Regions from separate parts of the Callithrix jacchus genome. Here region 1 is linked to region 2. The links are chromatin contacts, called in public Hi-C maps. All regions are on one chromosome and are shown on one strand. Each heading gives the region's core, a stretch centred on a gene start, on an enhancer-like site or on the middle of the called end of the contact. The rest is flanking DNA. Distances are from core to core; before and after follow the strand shown.

The links. Hi-C and Micro-C count contacts between places; a contact is called where the count stands out from the background.
Region 1: a contact with region 2 is called in a Hi-C map of skeletal muscle, with 4 times the contacts expected there. The contact joins the promoter of ZNF329 here to the promoter of ZNF606 in region 2. A contact is called at or near these places in 3 of 3 Hi-C or Micro-C datasets (induced pluripotent stem cells and skeletal muscle).

The regions. Positions count from the first base shown.
Region 1 is chr22:50,870,272-50,874,522 of calJac240_pri, reverse strand. It overlaps ZNF329 (zinc finger protein 329), which reads left to right and starts at 2,934. Exons shown (of 6, transcript XM_078361034.1): 1 at 2,934-2,971.
Region 2 is chr22:50,706,016-50,710,156 of calJac240_pri, reverse strand. It overlaps ZNF606 (zinc finger protein 606), which reads left to right and starts at 2,633. Exons shown (of 8, transcript XM_078361017.1): 1 at 2,633-3,061. It overlaps LOC103790146, which reads right to left and starts at 4,054. Exons shown (of 2, transcript XM_035284402.3): 1 at 4,047-4,054; 2 at 1-3,464. The coding sequence starts at 4,054. The coding sequence ends at 2,600.

The DNA of each region.
Region 1 (4,251 bases), core at 1,685-4,184, 160 kb before region 2:
GTGGATGGGGGGGCCCTCAAAGGGCGCGCGCTGCGCAGCTGAGGGGTCGGCGTTCGCTTTGGCGGTTGGGCGTGGTGACCCGGGCTCCCCAAGCTACTGCGGGGTAGACGGGGGCCGGGGCGCTCAGTCCGCGACCTGGGCGGCCCGCAACACGGCTGTGGGTTCTCCGCCGTGGGCGCCCGGGCTGGGGCTTCGGCGACTCGCGTGGAGCCGGCGGCTGGCTGGGTGGGGATCGTCCCCAGATCCGGCAGGGGGCGGGGCCTCCCCCAGATCCGGCAGGGGGCGGGGCCTTCCCTGCTTGCGATCTTTCCCACGGTCCAAGAATCCCCCTCGCCTCAGCTGACTTCGCCGTCAGCCCCCCGAGCCAGTTCCCGAACGCCTGGCCAGGTGACGGCCGCCACCCCGGCCTGGGCAGTCTGCGAGTGCCTCTCACCCCCGTCAGACGTTCCCGAGCTCAGGAGGAAAAAAAGGACAAGGAGCTGCTTATGAGTCTGTCTGTGTCGATGTAATAGTAGTTGTGGATTTTGTGAGCTCAGGGAAAATAAGTGGACGGGGCACGGACCGCGTGGTTCCACTGGGACGTCTGGGAGTGCCTCCAGGAGGAGGAGACCGGAAAGAAGGGGCAGCGTCCAGCAATTGGACAAAGGCCAGAGGGCCTTTCTGGCAGGAGGGCTGGGGCGAGCAGAAGCTGGTTTGGCTCTTTACCCCTGGGCAGAAGTGCCTTGTGGCATAAGTCAGTGAAGGCCTGAAAGGGATGTTGAGGCAGCAGCAAAAGGCGTTGAGTGCCACTGGATACGATCATGCCACTGGACTATAGCCTGGCACTGATGAAGCCACAGGTGTGGCTCACGCCTGTAATCCCAGTACTTTGGGTGACCGAGGTGGGCAGTATGAGCTCAGGAGTTTGAGACCAGCCTGGGCAACATGGTGAAACCGTCTTTACTAAAAAACAAAAATTAGCTGCGTGTGGTGGCAGGTGTCTGTAATCCCAGCTACTCGGGAGGCTGAGACAGGAGAAACGCTTGAACCGGGGACGCAGAGGTTGGAGGTTGCAGGGAGCCTAGATCCCGCCACTGCCCTTCAGCCTGAGCAATAGAGCAGGACTATCTCAAAATAACAAAAAGTCACATATGTTGGCCAGGCAAGGTGGCTTCCGCCTGTGACCCTAGCACTTTGGGAGGCTGAGGATTACTTGAACCCTAGAGTTTAAGAGCAGCCTGGATAAAACAGTGAGACACCCCACCCCCCATCTCTACTAACAAATTAAGCAGGCAGGCCCGGTGCGATGGCTCACGCCTGTAATCCCAGCACTTTGGGAGGCTGAAACCGGTGGATCACAAGGTCAGGAGTTCAGACCAGCCTGACCAACATGGCAAAACCCCGATCGACTCTACTTTTTAAAAAAATACAAAAATTAGCCGGGTGTGGTGGCATATGCCTATAATCCCATCTATTCAGGAGGCTGAGGCAGGAGAATCTGTTAAACCCGGGAGGCAGAGGTTGCAGTGACCGAAAATCATGCCATTTCACTCCAGCCTGGGCGACAAAGCTAGACTCCGTTTCAAAAAAAAAAAAATTAGCCTGGCACGGTGGCCTACACCTGTAGTCCCAGCAAGTTGGGCAGTTGAGATGGGAGGATTGGTTGAGTCCAGGAGGTCAAGGATGCAGTGAGATACGATCATGCCACTGGACTATAGCCTGGACAGCAAAGCAAGACCCCATCTCCAAGGAAAAAAAAAAGTATCATTTTGTAAATGAATTCTGGGATGCTAATCTTGATGTAGAAAGGCTCCTACCCTAAGAACAAACAGATAATTCCTGAACAGGGATTGGCAAACAATGGCCTCAGTGGGCCTCCTATTCTTTTTTTTTTTTTTTTTAATTTTTATTTCTTGACTCAGCTTGTGTAGAAGGGCCTCCTATTCTTGTAAAGTTCTGTTGGAATGCAGCCTCACTCGTTCGTTTAGTGTTATCTATGGCTGCTATCTGAGAGAGTTGGGTCGTCATGGAAGAGACCTTACGGTCTGCAAAGCTGAAACTATCATTGGGTTTTTTACAGAAAAAGTTTGCTAACTTGTGACCTAGAAGAATACACACTTGTGGCCGGGCACGGTGGCTCATGCCCATAATCCCAGCACTTTGGGGGGCCAAGGTGGGCGAATCACCTGAGGTCAGGAGTTTTGAAGACCAGCCTGGCCAACATGGTAAAACCTCATCTCTACTAAAAATACAAAAATTAGCCAGGTGTGGTGGTGCGCGCCTGTAATTCCAGCTACTCAGGAGGCTGAGGCACCGCGCATGGCCTGCAATTTGTTTTTAGAGAACTGTTCATCTTGTATGTAAGTTAGTCGGTTTGTTTTAACCACCCTCTTTTGCTCCGTTGCACATACCATAATTTCTTTCTCGCAGTAAATATTTAGGCTTCCAACTTTCCCATGCTAAAATTTAAGAGAACCACGGAAGGAATGAAAAAATGTGTAGTTTTCATTTTCAACCGGCTGTTGTCATTACTGAGGAAAGTTACTGGCTTTGTTTATTTATTTATTTATTTCCTAGCCGCCGCCCCTCTACATTTCTTACATCTAGTTATTTTAACAAATTAGGCCTCCCCAAATGCTGGGAATACAGGCGTGAGCCACACACCCAGTACATATATTGCCAATGAATAATGAGTGTACTTATCTGAATTTTAACATTTTTCTCAAAAAAAAAAAAATTATGGATATAGAAATATTTTAGCAAATTATGCAGTAAATAAAAGGAAGGCTCTATAAAAAAAAAGATTTTTTTTTAAAAAGCCTGCGCGTCCGCCCCGAGATAACCCCACGCCCGGGTAAAGATTAACCCCGTACCCACGGCCACCCGGTCGCTGGGCGGGGGGAGCTTGGGGGCCTCGCGCACGCGCACATCCAGGTCCCGGCAGCCGCGCAAGCGCAATCGCAGGGAACATGGCTGCCGCCGGCGCCCAACCGTAAGTGCCGACGCATCCCTGGGCCGTTTGCTGCCTCCGTTTCCCTCTGCGGGGCGGCGTGGCGGGTGGAGGCCCGCCGGATCCCGGTGGGGCGGCGAGGGGCGGGTCCGCAGGTGGGCTTCACCTGGGTAGTGGGCATGTCGGGCCCTCGAGGGCGGGGGTCTGGCCAGGGCGCTGTTCTTGTTGCGGGTGGCTACGCTCCCGAGGGCTAGGTCGCTCTCAGGCTGGTGTGGACGCCTCCGTCGTTCCTTCGCGTCACCCGTGAGTTCCGCGCTCCTGTCCCTATCCGACTCTCCCACGGCGACCGTTCTGCCGCGCCTGCTGGGTATTCTGGTCCGTCTCCTGGGGTCATCCCCGAGTCTACCGCTTTTCTGCCGGCGGGTGGGAGTGGCGGTGTAGGCGTGGGTCGGCCTCCGGCTGAATTGGCTGCCCTGAGCCAATGGGCTGAGCCGCTTCCTTTTGAGTCCGGCAGGTGTTAGATCACCTGTGTGTTTTTCCATTTGATAATTGCAAAATCATGTTTTACTGCAATTCTAAGTGGGGGCCTAATTTTTGCACCTGTTTAGTGACCATTTCGCTGTCTTTTCCCTTCGTTTTGTGGTTTCTTTTCGTCGTGCACTCTCCCAGTCTCAGTATTTTACGACAAAAAATACTGGTTTATATAGAGAAGCTGAAAGAATTGTTCACTGAACAACCCGGTTAACATCTGCTGAACTTAGTGTATTCCTTATCATTCCTTCTGTCCATCCTTTCTGCCATCCATTAATCCACCTTTTGGGGAAACATTTCAAATTAAGTTGTAGATAACACTTCTCCCTCAAACACCTCACTATCCTTAATATGAATTAGAGTTCAGTAGTGCTTTTTTAAATTTTTTGAGCCCAAATTGACTTTCAGTGAAATGCACAGATCTTCACTGTACCATTTGAGGAGTTTTGACAAATGCAATCTAAACCTTTATTAAAATTACCGTCAGCCTGGAAAGGTTCCTTATCTTTTGCCAAGTAAAAGAATTTGGCTATTAGGAACGTGGGATTGTAAGAGTATGTTTTGAATACCAAGCTTTTGTCTGTTTTGCTTTTCCCACAGCAGCTGACTTTTCCTCCATTCTACTGCTTGTTTCCCTCTAAACCAAACTTTTAATTTTGAAAGTTTCACATTTACATAAAAGTTGCAGGAATAGTTTAACACATGTAAAACCATCCAGATTCTCAAATTATTAACACTTGTTGGCACATTAGCTTTACCTTTCTCCTCTCCCTGCCTCAAACACATGCATA
Region 2 (4,141 bases), core at 1,384-3,883:
CTTGGGTGGGCGTCTTGGCGCAGGAGGATGACTTTGGGCTTCAGGGCAGCTCTCTGGTGGTCCAGGAGCTAAGCCAGGCTGAGGTCTGCATGGAGTTCCACTCCACATCCCCACCCATGAGTCCCCAAAGATGAAAAACATCATCCAGCAGATGGAGAGCTGTACCCCCCCATCATCCTGGTCTTTGTTAACAGCTGCACTTCCAACTCATCCTGCAGAGTCTGGTAGGCCGAGACATCCTGCGCCAGGTCTGGGTCAGCCGGGACACTCTGTACATGGCACTGGCCCTGACCACACCGGGTGCCTCCCAGGTCCTGCAGGGCTCGTTCAGCCTCCTGTTTCGCTATAGCCTGCTCCCCGACTTCCCTGAGTTCCTCTCTCACCTGCTCCCTGCCAGGACCCCGGAAGCCATGTTCATACAGAGGTTCTGGGAGGTCACCTTCAAGTGCACATGGCCCCACGGGAGTCGGGGGCCAGCAAGGAACAGCACAACCATCACGGGAGTCCACTTCTGCTCAGGAAACGAGTCTGAGGGCTGAGCACTACGCTTTCCAGAAGGAGAGTAAAGTAAACATTGTGTACACAGCAGTCTGCACCCTGCCTGAAGGCCCTGGCAGCCTGTGAGCATGGGAATGAGGGGTGTGCAGATCCCCGGGACTTCCAGCTGTGGCAGGTGAGAGGCGAACATCTCGAGTGGGGCTAAACATGGTGGCTCATGCCTGTAGTCCCAGTACTTTGGGAGACCAAGATGGGAGGATCACTTGAGCCCAGGAATTCAAGATCAGCCAGGGCAACACAGTAAGACCCCAAATCCACAATTTTTTTTTTTTTTTTTTTGAAATGGGGTCTTGCTCTGTCACCCAGGCTGGAGTGCAGTGGTGTAATCTCAGCTAACTGCAAGATCCACCACCTGGCTTCAAGTGATTCTCCTGCCTCGGCCTCTTGAGTAGCTAGGATTACAGGCATGTGCCACCACGCCTTGCTAATTTTTGTATTTTTAGTAGACATGCGGTTTCACCATGTTGGCCAGGCTGGTCTTGAACTCCTGACTGAGGTGGTGGCCATGATCCACTCACCTCGGCCTCCCAAAGTGTTGGGATTACAGGTGTGAGCCACTGCACCCCACCAAGAAAAATTTTTTAAATTAGCCCATCATGATGGTGCATTCCTGTAGTCTCATCTACTTGGAAGGCTCAGGTGTGAGGATTGCTTGAGTCTAGGAGGTCGAGGCTACAGCAAGCCATGATGGTGCCACTGTACTCCAGCCTGGGCAACAGGGCAAGACCATGTCTCAAAAACAAACAAAAAGTGTGGAGTGGATGATTCAGGGAAGGGCAGAGAGCACGAAACTCACTTGGTCTAAGCTATGGGGGAAGGACAGAGGCAGCACTCATCAGTGAGGATATCTTGTGTTCACAGCCCCAAGCCATATCTTAGTAGGAGCACTGGATGAGGAATCTTTTTTTTTTTGAGAAGGAGTCCAGCTCAGGCTGGAGCGCAGTGGTGCAATCTTGGTTCACTGCAACCTCTGCCTTCTGGTTCAAGCAATTATCTGCCTCGGCCTCCCGAATAACTGGGATTACAGCTGCCCACCACCATGCTTGGATAATTTTTGTATTTTTAGTAGAGACGGGGTTTCACCATCTTGGCAAGGCTGGTCTGGAACTCCTGACCTCCTTTTGAACTGCCTGCCTTGGCCTCCCAAAGTGCTGGGATGAGTCATGAGCCACCGCGCATGACCTTTTTTTTTTTTTTTTTTTTTAAGACAGGCTCTTGCTCTGTCATTCAGGCCGGAGTACAGTGATGGATTCACAGCTCACAGCAGCCTCGACCTCCTGGGCTCCAGAGAACCTGGAACTACAGGCGCGGGCCATCACGCTGGGCTAATTTTTGTGGGGTTTTTTTTTTTTTTTTTTTGGAGAGATGGGGGGGGTCTCGCCATGTTGCCCAGGATGGTGTCGAACTCCTGAACTCAATGATCCTCCCGTCACAGCTTCCCAAAGTGCTGGGATTACAGGAATTAGCCACCGCGCCCGAACCGCTCCATGCATATTGACACAGGAAAACTCTCAGGATGGGTCGCTGGCAACCCATGCTCCCATAAAGGCTTGGCCTCTGGAAAAAGACCTGGGAACTAGTCCTGATGTTCTCAGCCGTGGGGCTTCACAGAGATGGGTAGCTTTTTTTTTTTTTTTTTTTTTTTTTTTTGAGACGGAGTTTCGCTGTTGTTACCCAGACAGGAGTGCAATGGCACGATCTCAGCTCACTGCAACCTCCGCCTCCTGGGTTCAAGCAATTCTCCTGCCTCAGCCATGTTGAACAGGATGGTCTCGATCTCTTGACCTCGTGATCCACCTGCCTCGGCCTCCCAAAGCGCTGGGATTACAGGCGTGAGCCACCGCGCCCGGCCGGTTCCTTATCCACTTTCTCACAATCTTGCGAACGCCGAATGAAGGATCCCCCGGGAGCGCTGCGAACTCGCCGAGCTCCTCCCGCGAAACCCGGGACCGCGAGTCAGAGCTGTCCTTTCACCGCGCCCAGGTGGCGCGGGGCGGGGCGGGGCGGATCCGCTCCCTGCTGCCGGAAGTGCCGCCCGGAACTACAGCTCCCAGCAGCCCCCGCGGTGCGCCCCGGTCAACGCCGGGGAAGCCGCCGCCATTGTCCGCGGCTGAGGTGAGGCCTTCGCTCGGGCTGTGGGGCCGCCGTAGTTACTGGGCTCGGGGGTTGGGAGAGCCGGCGGGGAGAGGCGGCGCCAGGGCGGGTCCTGCACCTGCACTTTCCGCCCCGGCTTTGCGCCCTCCTTGCCCTCGGCCCTCCCACCAGCCGCCAGCCTCTGGCCTCCCGCCTCCAGCGTCCAGGCGCGCTTCCTCGTCTGGCCGTCCGGGCCTGGGTGAACCCTGCACGTCGGCTCCGCGCGCCTTTGTCCCCGAGGCGCGGCCTGGAGCTCCCGAGCGCACTGCTGGGCCGGAACGTCGGCGCGGGACAAAAGCCAAACGCCGCAGGCGAGGCGACCCCGAGCCTGCTGCGCCGCCTTCCCGGGGGACCCGCGGCTGCGAGTCAGGTGAGGCCGGGACGAGCTTCTGCAGCGTCGCGGCCGCGTCGGTCTCGCGGAGGAGATTTGGGTCGGGAGCTCTGGAAGCAGGTGGTCCGGATGCTTCTGAGGCCGCTGATGGGAAGAACGAGCCGGTTCCTTCCCCAGCCCGCCCTCCTCCCCGCGCCGGTTCACACAAAGCACCGCGAAGGACGTCAGACCCGGGTTGGAAACGGCTCTGGATTCCCTTAAACACGCGGTGACGGCGGCGGTCACTGTCAGCCTGCAGCTAACAGTGCGAAATGCGGTTCGCGTCCTGCGTTTCCGCGCCGATTCCGGTGCCCCGGAGGCTCCCTGGGTGTTCTCGTGCTTTAGACACGTACCCAGCAGTCCGTTAAAGAGGTTGCTGCCGGCCGGGCGCGGTGGCTCACGCCTGTAATCCTAGCGCTTTGGGAGGCCGAGATGGGTGGATCACCTGAGGTCAGGGGTTCAAGACCAGCCTGGCCATCATGGTGAAACCCCATCTTAAAAAAAAAAAAAAAGAGGTTGCTGCCTTGTACAAAGACCTGGAACCTGGGGATTTAGGGGTCTGGGCGCCAGGCTTATCTCCAGGTCCTACACGCACACACACACACACACACACGCACACACACACGAGTTTAGGCTTAGGAAATCTCGGGCGTGGATTTTGTTTTGGAGGTGGGATTAAATTTGCATAACATAATGTTCACCTCTTTAACCACTTAAAAGTGTGAAGTTCATTGGTTTTATTGTATATTAATAAAGTTGTGCAATCATCACCACTATCTAATGCTAAAAACATTTCATCACCCCCCAAAGAAACTCTTGTTCCCATGAAGCAGTCTCTCCCTATTTTATTTTTCCCCCAGCTCTGGGCAACCACTAATGTATGAGGATTGCAAGTAGCTTTTACAGTAATTGTTGTCCAGTTAACCCGAAAGTTCCATCTGTGTTGTGACTGACTGTCTCTTGGAAATGGCTAACAAATTTATACCTTCTCATCGGAATCATGCTTTTTTTTTTTTTTTCCAGCTTATGCAAATTACCCTTCATTTTTCTTTAGGAATTTTGTTATTTTTTTGACATGTA